Regions from separate parts of the Sus scrofa genome. Here regions 1 and 3 are each linked to region 2. A link is a contact called in public promoter capture Hi-C data. All regions are on one chromosome and are shown on one strand. The core of a region is the stretch at or near the end of the contact, and the rest is flanking DNA. Distances in the headings are between cores, read along the strand shown. Region 1 holds the start of IGFBP4 (insulin like growth factor binding protein 4). Region 2 holds the start of EIF1 (eukaryotic translation initiation factor 1). Region 3 holds the start of TOP2A (topoisomerase (DNA) II alpha).

Region 1 (3,438 bases), core at 80-2,579, 1.0 Mb before region 2:
GGACAGGCGCCCTTATCCTGAAACCAGCTCCAGGGTGGCAGAAATCTTTGTGGGGGAGGGCGGTTAAATCCTGGGGAGACATCTAGGAGGTGAATCCCTGCTCCAAACGCTGCTCAAGAACCCCTCCCAATCCCAGCAGGACTGGGGCCAAAGGTGGGGGATACAGGCGCCAATGACATCTCCCAGGGGGCCTAGCCAACCTTGACACGGGCAACACAGGGTGAATTAGTACCCCTTCCTCAAACGCTTGAGTGCCATCTGCTGGAAAACTGTCACAAGGGCTACACAAATCTACAAGGACTACAGAAGTGGTGCCCCCTGGAGTTGTGCAATGCACAACTTGCACTTGAGAGTGGCGATCTCCTTAGCCACTTTTCCTCTGGGAGGGGGTCTGGGCAGGAGAAGCAAACGTCCAGGAAGAAGGAAGCGTCTTGGCACTTCCCTCTCCGGGCGAGAGTCCTGTTGATGCCATCCTGGGTAAGGCCGAGCGGCCAGGGGCTCACGCGAGTCCTGGGGAGACGGCGGCGGGCAGGGGGAGGTTGGAAGGGGCAAGAAGGCAGAGAGCCTATTAAGCTCTTAGGGCCACCAGGCTTCTCTGGACCCCTCTTCCCCCTCCTCACCGGACCTGATCTCCAGTGGCTGAGACGGGAAGCACTGGAGTGGGGTGGAAGGGGCTCCGGCCGGGGAGAGCGAATCCCCCAGGCCGCTGGAGTCGGGGCTAGGAGGCTGCGCTCTCCGTAGGCGGAGGGCGGGCCGCCTGGGCGGGGCGGGGGAGACGCCTGCAAGGTCGCCGGCGGGGGCCACGGAGCAGCCCCTTCGTTTCCCCTCGCCCTTCGCTGCGCTCCCAGGCTCCGGCTCAGAAGCGCCCTGGGCGCCTGCCGAGCCTTCCAAACTGAGCCGCTGCCTCCCGCGGCAGCAAAGGACTTTCAGATGTTGTAGCGGCGGCAACGGCGGCGGCGACTTAGGACAGCGCCCCCTCCCCCTAACAGCCGCCTCTCCCCCCCGCCCCCTCCCCCACCTCTGGGAAGGCGCTGGGGGTGTGGCCAGGGGCTGGTATAAAGTCCGGGGGAGCTGGTCCCAGGCAGCCGCTCAGCCCCCTGCACCCCCCACCGCCCGCCGCCTGGGCCGGGCCGAGGATGCGGCGCAGCGCCCCCGCGGCCAGGCTCGCTCCCTTCCGGCCCGCTTGCTAACTTCCTCGGCTCCATCCTTGTCCGCCAGCCGGGCCAGCCCCGTGTCCCCGCGCCCTCCGGGTCGGGTCCCTCCAGGCGCGCCGGGCTCTGTCGCCGTGCGACCCCTGCTGCCAGCCGGCGTCCCGTCCTCGCCCGGTCATGCTGCCCCTGTGCCTCGTGGCCGCGCTGCTGCTGTTGGCCTCCGGGCCCCGGCCGAGCCTGGGCGACGAAGCCATCCACTGCCCGCCCTGCTCCGAAGAGAAGCTGGCGCGCTGCCGCCCCCCCGTGGGCTGCGAGGAGCTGGTGCGAGAGCCGGGCTGCGGCTGTTGCGCCACTTGCGCCCTGGGCAAAGGGATGCCCTGCGGGGTGTATACACCCCGCTGTGGCTCTGGCCTGCGGTGCTACCCGCCCCGGGGCGTGGAGAAGCCCCTGCACACGCTGATGCACGGGCAAGGCCTGTGCATGGAGCTGGCAGAGATCGAGGCCATCCAGGAAAGCCTGCAGCCCTCTGGTAAGCTGCCCCTGCCCTTGCACGCCCTCCCTGGGGTCCTCCCCTCTCAGAAGCCCCTTCCCCATTCGGGCTGGCCTGGACGGCTCTTGACAGTCCCCTATGAGTTGACCAGAAGGCAGGAACGTGGCAGGGCCCAACTGGCATGGGACAGGGTCAGCCAAGGAAACTGCTATCAAGTCCCAAGCAGCCTGTTGCCACCGTTAACGGGGACTCTGTCCCATCCCTCCATGTCAAGGGTGCCTCTTTGGGAAGAGGGATATCTCAATGGTAGTCCTGGCTGCTGGTGCCAAGAGTGGAGAATTAAATGACCAGGTCCAGCCCACAGCCTGCAAGCGAGCAGTCTAGAGCCAGATACCTGGAGGATGGGGACGGTGGCAGTGGGGGCTTTCTGTTCCTGATCCAGGGACCTCCACTCACCCTGAACACAGGTGAAACCCGGGGGGTGGGGGGGTGTCTAAGAATCCAGGCCTTGGACTTTTGACATTGAGGTGGGGTGGAGGGGGACATGCAAATTAGAGGGGCTTTGGTGGCGAGGGGACATCAGAATGGCCCTGCCCCCAAAGCCCCAGGCCAGCTCACCTAGCTCTTTGGGGAGTAGTGGGACACAGGGGTTTCTCCGCCAGACCTGGGCACCTCCTCCTGCCTTGGTGCCTTTCTCCTGGTGGGTGCCACCGAGGTGGCAGAAGAGAAGCCAGTCTTGGCTCCCAGCCTGGAGCTGCAGAAACCTAAGGGGACAGGGAGCTGGGCGCGGGGGGGTGGGGGGAAGAGATTTAGAAGGTCCTTTGCCCTAAACTCAGACTTTTCTCTTTTTCCCTTTCTCAGACTTTCAGTTTCCCCTTATAATTCTTTTCAGTCTCTTTCCTTCTTTCTCGAATTCTTTTGTTCTTTCCCGCTGGTCTCTCAACCTCTAGTTTCACTGGTAACGTTCTCGAATTCTCCTCTCCTCAGCATCTCCTGCGTGTTATCAGTATCGTTCCCTATCTTGGTCCTTTTCCGTTTGGGGCCCTAATCGGTCTCTTTCTGTTGCGTTTTCCCCTCCTGGCTCTGTCCCCGTTTCTCTTTCTTTGTTCCTGTCTTTGCTCTGTTCCTTTTGGAATCTCTCTGTCTGCCCTTCTCTACCTCTGCCTCTGTTTCTTGTTGCCTCGCTGACTCTGTCGTGCTTTCCCTGTGCCTCTGTCTGTGTCTGTCTGTTTTCCTGGTGCTTGAAGCCCCCATTGTTGCAGTCCGGATGCTGGGACTCCGGCCCCAAGCTTCCTGCCCCGGGTCCCCGACGGCTCCACTTCCTCAATCCTCTGCAGCTTGTGAGCCAGAGGAGAGCAGGATGCAGGGAAAACAGGAAGGAGGTGGACCCCAGGGGTCTGGGCCTTGGGCCTCTCTGCCCTTCCTGCCCCTGGGCAGTGAGAGATGGGTCAGCAGAAAACGTTCTAGGAGAAGTGCCAGCCTGGCACCCAGCACATCTGGGAAGCTGGTGCATTGGGGGGGGGGTTGTCCGGGAGTGTGTGTGGGGGGAGTCACTGATCCTGGGGCAGAGGTGCCAGGGCCAATGGGAGAGGGGGGTTTCTGATACCAGACCAGCCTGGAAGTGAGGGCTGACTGAGCCCTTGGGCTCCGGGTGCCACGGGTCCACTTTCCCTTTGTGTCTCCATCCTCCACCAGCCAACGGGCATCTGGCACCTGATCAGGATGGCCGGTGTGGGCTCCTCCTCTCTCACTAACTTGAACATGGGGCAGAAGAGCTCTCAGAGGGTCTCGGGAAAC
Region 2 (3,368 bases), core at 819-3,318:
TGAGAAAAGATTTCAACATGACAAAGAAATGATCTCTTCCTAAAAGGAAAAGATAGGCTGGACCACATTGCTATTTTAAAATTTCATACAATAGTTCCCTTGGAGCTCAGCAGGCTAAGGATCCAGCATTGTCATTTTGGTTGTTTGGGTCGCTATTGTGGTGCAGGTTCGATCCTGGCCCAGGAACTTCCGCATGCCAAGGGTGCAGCCAAAAAAAAAAAAAAATTTTGTGTAACAAAATATGTGTGAATGCTGGGAAGGCCAGCTCTGACTCATTCACTCTTTTCCCCAAACCCCTTTCAAGCAAGGTCATGTCTGTGAGGGCAGCGGTTCCCAGATGGAGGAATACTGTGTCCTCAGCTTCTCAGAATGAGATGGATGTGAGACCAGGATATGTTCCTGACTTGTAGCCATGGGTCCCCACATCCTGATATCAAGGAAGCCAAATTATTTTTTTTTTTTTTGTCTTTTTGTCTTTTGTTGTTGTTGTTGTTGCTATTTCTTGGGCCGCTCCCGCGGCATATGGAGGTTCCCAGGCTAGGGGTTGAATCGGAGCTGTAGCCACCGGCCTACGCCAGAGCCACAGCAACGCGGGATCCAAGCCGCGTCTGCAACCTACACCACAGCTCACGGCAACGCCGGATCGTTAACCCACTGAGCGAGGGCAGGGACCGAACCCGCAACCTCATGGTTCCTAGTCGGATTCGTTAACCACTGCGCCACGACGGGAACTCCAAGGAAGCCAAATTATTAATCCAAAGATTACATAGTAAATACAGAATCAAAAGAACTCTCAAGTATACCCAGCGTTTCCTCCCTTGGGATTGTCTCATCTTGTCCCAGAGTGGGCTTTTTCCCACCCTCTAAGCATCAGCTGGGATGTCACCTAGTCTGAGGGCTTCTGAAGCCTCTGTCACTCTCACGTCACCTTATTCTTTCTTGGCACCTATTATGATCTTGTCATTTTATTGTCTCTCTCTCCCTCTCACCAGATTCCAAAAGGACATAAACCGGCAGTCCTTCGGGCTGACACAGTTTTTTGTTTAGTTTCCCCAGTGTTTTTCCAAAAATTCAATTTACTGGCAATATTTTAAAAATTAAGAGATTTTACATACATCTGGATTTCCAGGTTCTCTTGAAAAAGAAGACCTAGCACAATGCACTGGAGGTTTGTGGCCGCTGCAGCCTCTGCCCCCACCCCCACCCCATTACATCACACTAGGGTGTCTGCACTCCTTTATCTTACCTGCCAGGCCTCTGGAGCCTAAAAACCATGTACCCTGCAACTAAGAGCATTTCAATTCATAAACTCAAAGTGCAAGAAAGGTTGATGTTTTAAAGGAAATAGTTCAACTAGTCTCTGGGAAGGCTCTACCCCACACAATTTGTATAAAAAAAAAAAAAAATGACCCCCTTCTGATGCATGAATTCTTGGCTCCACAAACAGCATTACTCTCCCTTGAACTCGTACTGATGACCTAGGTATTCTTTCCTTAAATTATCTAAAGTAATATAATTTTTAAAGTAGATTATCCATTTTTAGATTGGATTCATCTAAATGATGAGGTTAAAGTTTGGGTTAAACTATTGTACGTTGATTAAATAAAAGTGTCGCCCTCTCTGTAAAGGAGTGAATCTGCAAAGTAGGAAGTAAGTGGGTAGTTGGGTGAATATGAGATAGTGAGAATCTGTCGTGTTTAGTAGGATCAGCACGTAAAGTCCCTCTAAGGAGTGCGAAACACTCCAAGTAAAGGCATTTTCCTGCAACAGTGTCAAGAAAGTGGAACGCGGGGAACACTGCGCAGGCGCGCTCGAAATCGCTTGCCAGTTTTCTGCGCAGCCTCGACAACGTCCTCGAGAGTTGCGCAGGCGCCTAGACCGACCAACTTTTCCCTCCCCCTCCCAACTCTCCCACACAGTTTCTGCGCAAACGCGGTCCCGCGTCCCCGCCCCAGGACCAATCGGAAACGGTGGCGCCCGGGCGTAGAGGGCGCGGCGCCGTGGGTGGGGCCGAGACGTGAGGGCAGCGCGCTGGCGTCATAGGGGCGGCTATATAAGTGAATACAGGCACCGCCCCTCCGCCCCAGTCACTGAGCCGCCGCCGAGGACTCAGCAACCTCCCCCTTGAGCCCCCTCGCTTCCCGACGCTCCGTCCCCCCTGCCCGCCTTCTCCCGCCGCCGCCGCCGCCTTCCGCAGGCCGTTTCCACCGAGGAAAAGGAATCGTATCGTATGTCCGCTATCCAGAACCTCCACTCTTTCGGTAAGTCCTGGAAAGGTCCCAGGGGGAGGAAGGCCCGGGTAGGGCAGCGGGGCGCTCCGGGCCCGCAGGCAGGGCCCGAAAAGCGGCTAAGGGTTCCGGGCTTTTGTGAACTTAGGCGGAGGGAAGATGTCCGGGCTCGCGGACGACTAGGCCTGGGCGCCTGGGTTGGTTTCTGCGCGCGACCGGAAGGAGCGGGTGGGAGGTCAGCCCTTGGGCGGGCCCGCCGTCTCGGGTGGCGCATTTACTAATGGCTCCCGGGCCACCTCTGGCCACACCTGCCCCTCCCTCCACGTCTGCGTCACGTCCGTTACGTCACCGCCGTTGTCACTGAGCGGGGAGGGAGAGGCGGCGCCAGCCCTAAGTGACAAACGTGGGCTCCAATGGGGCGGGAAGTGTGGCCCCGCCTCGGAGCTCGGGTTCCGGCCGGTTGCATCAGCCGGGTGGGGCGCTGCCGGCCAGCCTAGGCTTCACTGACACGTGATCGGCTCCCAAGGGCGGGCCTGGGGCAAGAGGCCCAGGCTTTCTCGGGCTGGGAAAGGCAGCCGTCCCGGATTGACCTGTTCGGGAAGAGCCAACAAAGGACTTATCTGATCTGACTAAGCCGTGACGATTTCAGTATCAAGTTCTGCACCGGGCAAGACATCCCGTGGGAGGGTGGCAGTGGCCTCCCAGCACAACTCTCTTAACGAGCTTGACCTTTCTGCCCAGACCCCTTTGCTGATGCAAGTAAGGGTGATGATCTGCTTCCTGCTGGCACTGAGGATTATATCCATATAAGAATTCAACAGAGAAACGGCAGGAAGACCCTTACTACTGTCCAAGGGATCGCTGATGATTACGATAAAAAGAAACTAGTGAAGGCGTTTAAGAAGGTAGGCTTTTAAAAGAGAAGTTGCGAAAATGGTATTTAATATGCCTACGGGGGGTGCTGTATTGTTACTTCCTGGAAAGGGTATTCGTGCCTTCAAGCTGTTGCTTGGCCTAATGTGTTTTGGCTGTGTTGTCCTTGCAGAAATTTGCCTGCAATGGCACTGTAATTGAGCATCCAGAATATGGAGAAGTAATTCAGCTACAGGGTGACCAGCGCAAGAACATATGCCAGTTCCT
Region 3 (3,575 bases), core at 61-2,560, 1.0 Mb before region 2:
TATATGAAGTATAGGCAGTTAATCTGGACAAGGACATATCTCAACTACTTAGTAACTACATCTAATTCGCTTGGTTTTACCTGGGTCACTGATTCCACAGAGCCAATGTAGGTGTCTGGGCGGAGCAAAATGTGTTCCAACTGTGTTTTCTTTTGATAGATTCTTTCTATAGACAATCTTTTCTTAGCCTCTTCATTTTTCTTTGTTTTGTTGACTTGCATATTTTCATTTACAGGCTGGCAATTAAAAAAAAAAAGATTGAAGAAAAGCGATTTTGAATCACAGGTTTATCAGAAACTGTTCACAAAACACCTACCACAATGATCTGCTTACACACACCATGACAAATCACACGTTTTGAGGAGGTGTGGGTGGTGTTGACATCGTTTGTGTACAAACGTGGTGGTTTAAGTTATCTGCAGCCAGGTTCCTGGGTGTCAGCTTAAATGGGCATGTTCTCTAGCCCAGCGTAACTATCTGACACGGAAATGCGTTCACATCTTAGATGCCATCCATAGAACACACCCCCTTCTTTCATCTACTCTGCACCTATTGACTGAGGGTCTACTGGGTCCCAGGCACGTAAGAGATTCTCCTTCAGCAGCAGTTTGGGACGCTATGGAGTCCACCTTTTTTTTTTTTTTTTTTTTTGGTGCCGAAACCCGGGACCGAACCATGGAGTCCACCCTTTAGGCACATTAACGTCTTGAACACAGGAGGGGCATATTTTGAGCACTCGGGCTCCGGAGTGGGAACCCCGTGCCTTGTCCAGCGCCTCCCCAGGTCAGGGAGGTCCAATCCCATTTTCAGCCCGAGGGTAGATGAGGAAAGCATCTGTCCGCGCTGCATAAAGCCCCACGCGGCCCATTATCCCACCACCGACTCCAGGACCAATTGACTCGCGTTCTCTAGAAACAGTGAAAACACAACGCCACACCCGTTTAGCTGATGTTACTTCACTATTAGCACCACAAAGGGGTCTCAGCCTCTTCGCGATCGCGCCGAGCCCAGGGGACCCGGGCCCATGCGGAACGCCGGCGCCGAGCCCGCGGCGTCGGGACCGCAGCCGAGGCACCTCCCCCTCTCACAGGCAGCAGGATTGATGCCAGGCCGCGCTGAGGATCCGCGACGCGCCCCCTTCCACGAGCTGTACCTGAAGTGGCGACACCTCCATGGTGACGGTCGTGAAGGGGCTCGACAACTCTGCGAGCGACTAAACCGGCAGGACCCTCGAGATGGTCGGGAAGCTAGCCGCTTCTCCACAGACGATCGTCGGTTAGGAGAGAGCTGCCCCTCCGTTTGAACCTTCAGCCAGCCCGCCCAAACCAGAAGAGCCAATCCCTGACGCTCTCTGACGGCTTCCTTCCCGATAAACCAATCAGAGCTAGTCTTTTATATTTACCAATGAACGGCTGAGATGGCCGGGGGCCGGTTCGAATGAACCAATTAGGCAAGGGAGGCGGAACTAGAAGATCTTTTTCAAAAGGCACCACTTGGAGTCAAAGCGGAGAGACAGACAGGGAATTTGGCCAATAAGTAGGGCTGGTTTGTTCTCGGTGTGTAGCTCTTGAGGGGAAAGGGGTTTTCTGAGTTCCAGGGTGGGAGGAAAGAGGGGATATTTATACTTCTTTGAGATCCCTGGAATCTAAAGACCGCCCTCTATCCTGAGGCGTTTTTCTTTTTCCTTTTTTTAAACGAGAGAAACGGGAGTCCCAGCTCTGTTTCTTGAGGAAACTGAGCCTGGCGATTTGGTTCAGTTTAGCAAGTCGTCTCTGGCATCTGCCTCAAACCGTCTCCCCCACCCCACACCCGCCCCATTTATTTTTGCGGAAACAAATGTGGTACAGTTGTGGTTTGGGTTTTCGTATAATCGAAGGGCATAAGAGAGACCACACAAAAGAGAGCAGCGTTCAAGGCCCCTTGAGATCGGCGTGGGGCTGTGACTGGTCGAAGAGAATAGCATAGTCAGAGCTCAGGGGCTGAGGATGGTTTAGGGGCCTTTCTAGAACTGCAGCTGTTTCCTCAGGTGGCCGCCAGGATGCACTCCTACTTGTTAATTTGCTTTCCTCCGTGTTCCCCTGAGCCCTGCAGTCCAGATTTGACGAAATGCCAAAGACCAAAGCGTTTATTACTCTGACGTCTAAATGTTTGAGTGTGTTTCTTTTCTTTTTTTGCTTTTTAGTGCCGCACCCGCAGCATATGGAGCTTTCCAGGCTAGGGGGCGAATCGGAGTTGTAGCCACTGGCCTACACCATAGCCACAGCAACGCAGGATCCAAGCCATATCTGCGACCTACACCACAGCTCAGGGCAATGCTGGATCCTTAACCCACTGAGCCAGGCTAGGGATTGAACCCTCGTCCTCATGGATCCTAGTTGGGTTTGTTAACTGCTGAGCCACAAAGGGAACTCCTGAGTGTGTTTCTTCTGGACTCCTCAATCCACAATGTTAAAATGACAGAAAAAAAAAAGTCGTTGCCCTTATCAGATGCTAGAAAAAAAACTGTGCAATTTGAATGACTATAAATTCCATCTGAACCACCTCCTTCCAATCAATATTCCCTGAGTTTCAAGTCTTGACTTGGCCATTTGCCAGTCTTGTCTTGATGGAGGCAATTTCGCAGGTGCTTTCTTTTCCTCTGCTCAGAAAAGGGAATGAAAATAACAGTGTTACCTCAGAGTGGTGGGAGAGGATTATAAGACATAAAGTGTTTAGTAAGCTAGCAGTATCCAAATCAGGAAGCAGGGATTTTCCTTAGGTGGGCGGGACAATTTGTGGATTTAATCCCTCCCCCAAATAAATCAGGAACACCAGTTGTTAAATCATCTCAGCATAGCCAATGCCCACAGTGCTGGCAAAGCCGCAGGGAGGGCCAGTGAGGAGGGGGTGTGTTGTGGCAGAAAATCAAGGATGGACGTGTCCCACAGGCTAAGGTCCCTGGAGCTTGGCATTGCTCTGGTCCCTGTGCCCTGGTCTCCTGGCCTCTGGTAGTTTCTGATCCCATTCTACTCACCACATGTCTTGATGACAGGAAGGCAACCTCCGTGCCTCCAGGCACAGGAACATCAGGGTCTCAGAGCTGTTGGAGGGAAGCCTGTCCATTAGCTTCTGCCCATCCAGAAGGCTGACCAGGCCCTGGGCTCCAGGGCCAGCCTGTCATTCTCTGAAGCGTCCATAAGACAGAGGATGGCACTGACAGAGACCAGCCATGCTGCCTCCACCTCCTGGAACACAGAGGCCCCAGGTAGCAGGGGTGGGTGGGCATCCTTCCTCAAGGATGGCAATCCAGCCCCTGCCTCTCTTGGTCTCCACCTTGTAGCTCATCCCAGCAGTTCCCTGCAAGACCCATCTGGGGATGAGGCGATAGGAATTTAATACATAGCTCTAGCCCTATTTTCTGGTACCCAAGCTTTAAAACTCCCCTGCATTTTAGCCTAACCCTGACTTGTGGGTCTTTGGACCTGAAGCAAAACTGTGGAGGCAAAAGGACTTTTGGGAGTTCCCCTTGTGGCTCAGTGGGTTAAGAACCTGACTAGTATCCATGAGGATGCAGGTTTGATCCTTGGATCTGGTGC

What was found. Promoter capture Hi-C pulls out the DNA fragments that hold promoters and counts their contacts.
Region 1: a promoter capture Hi-C map of liver shows a contact between it and region 2, with 8 times the contacts expected there. The contact joins the promoter of IGFBP4 here to the promoter of EIF1 in region 2. A contact is called at or near these places in 2 of 5 promoter capture datasets (fetal skeletal muscle and liver) and 1 of 47 Hi-C or Micro-C datasets (liver).
Region 3: a contact with region 2 is called in a promoter capture Hi-C map of fetal skeletal muscle, with 5 times the contacts expected there. The contact joins the promoter of TOP2A here to the promoter of EIF1 in region 2. A contact is called at or near these places in 1 of 5 promoter capture datasets (fetal skeletal muscle) and 1 of 47 Hi-C or Micro-C datasets (embryonic fibroblasts).

What each region holds. Positions count from the first base shown.
Region 1 is chr12:21,977,934-21,981,371 of Sscrofa11.1, reverse strand. It overlaps IGFBP4 (insulin like growth factor binding protein 4), which reads left to right and starts at 1,329. Exons shown (of 4, transcript NM_001123129.1): 1 at 1,329-1,680. The coding sequence starts at 1,329.
Region 2 is chr12:20,975,775-20,979,142 of Sscrofa11.1, reverse strand. EIF1 (eukaryotic translation initiation factor 1) reads left to right here and starts at 2,068. Exons shown (of 4, transcript XM_003482982.4): 1 at 2,068-2,261; 2 at 2,970-3,133; 3 at 3,274-3,368. The coding sequence starts at 2,231.
Region 3 is chr12:21,999,035-22,002,609 of Sscrofa11.1, reverse strand. TOP2A (topoisomerase (DNA) II alpha) reads right to left here and starts at 1,310. Exons shown (of 35, transcript NM_213884.1): 1 at 1,154-1,310; 2 at 81-236. The coding sequence starts at 1,174.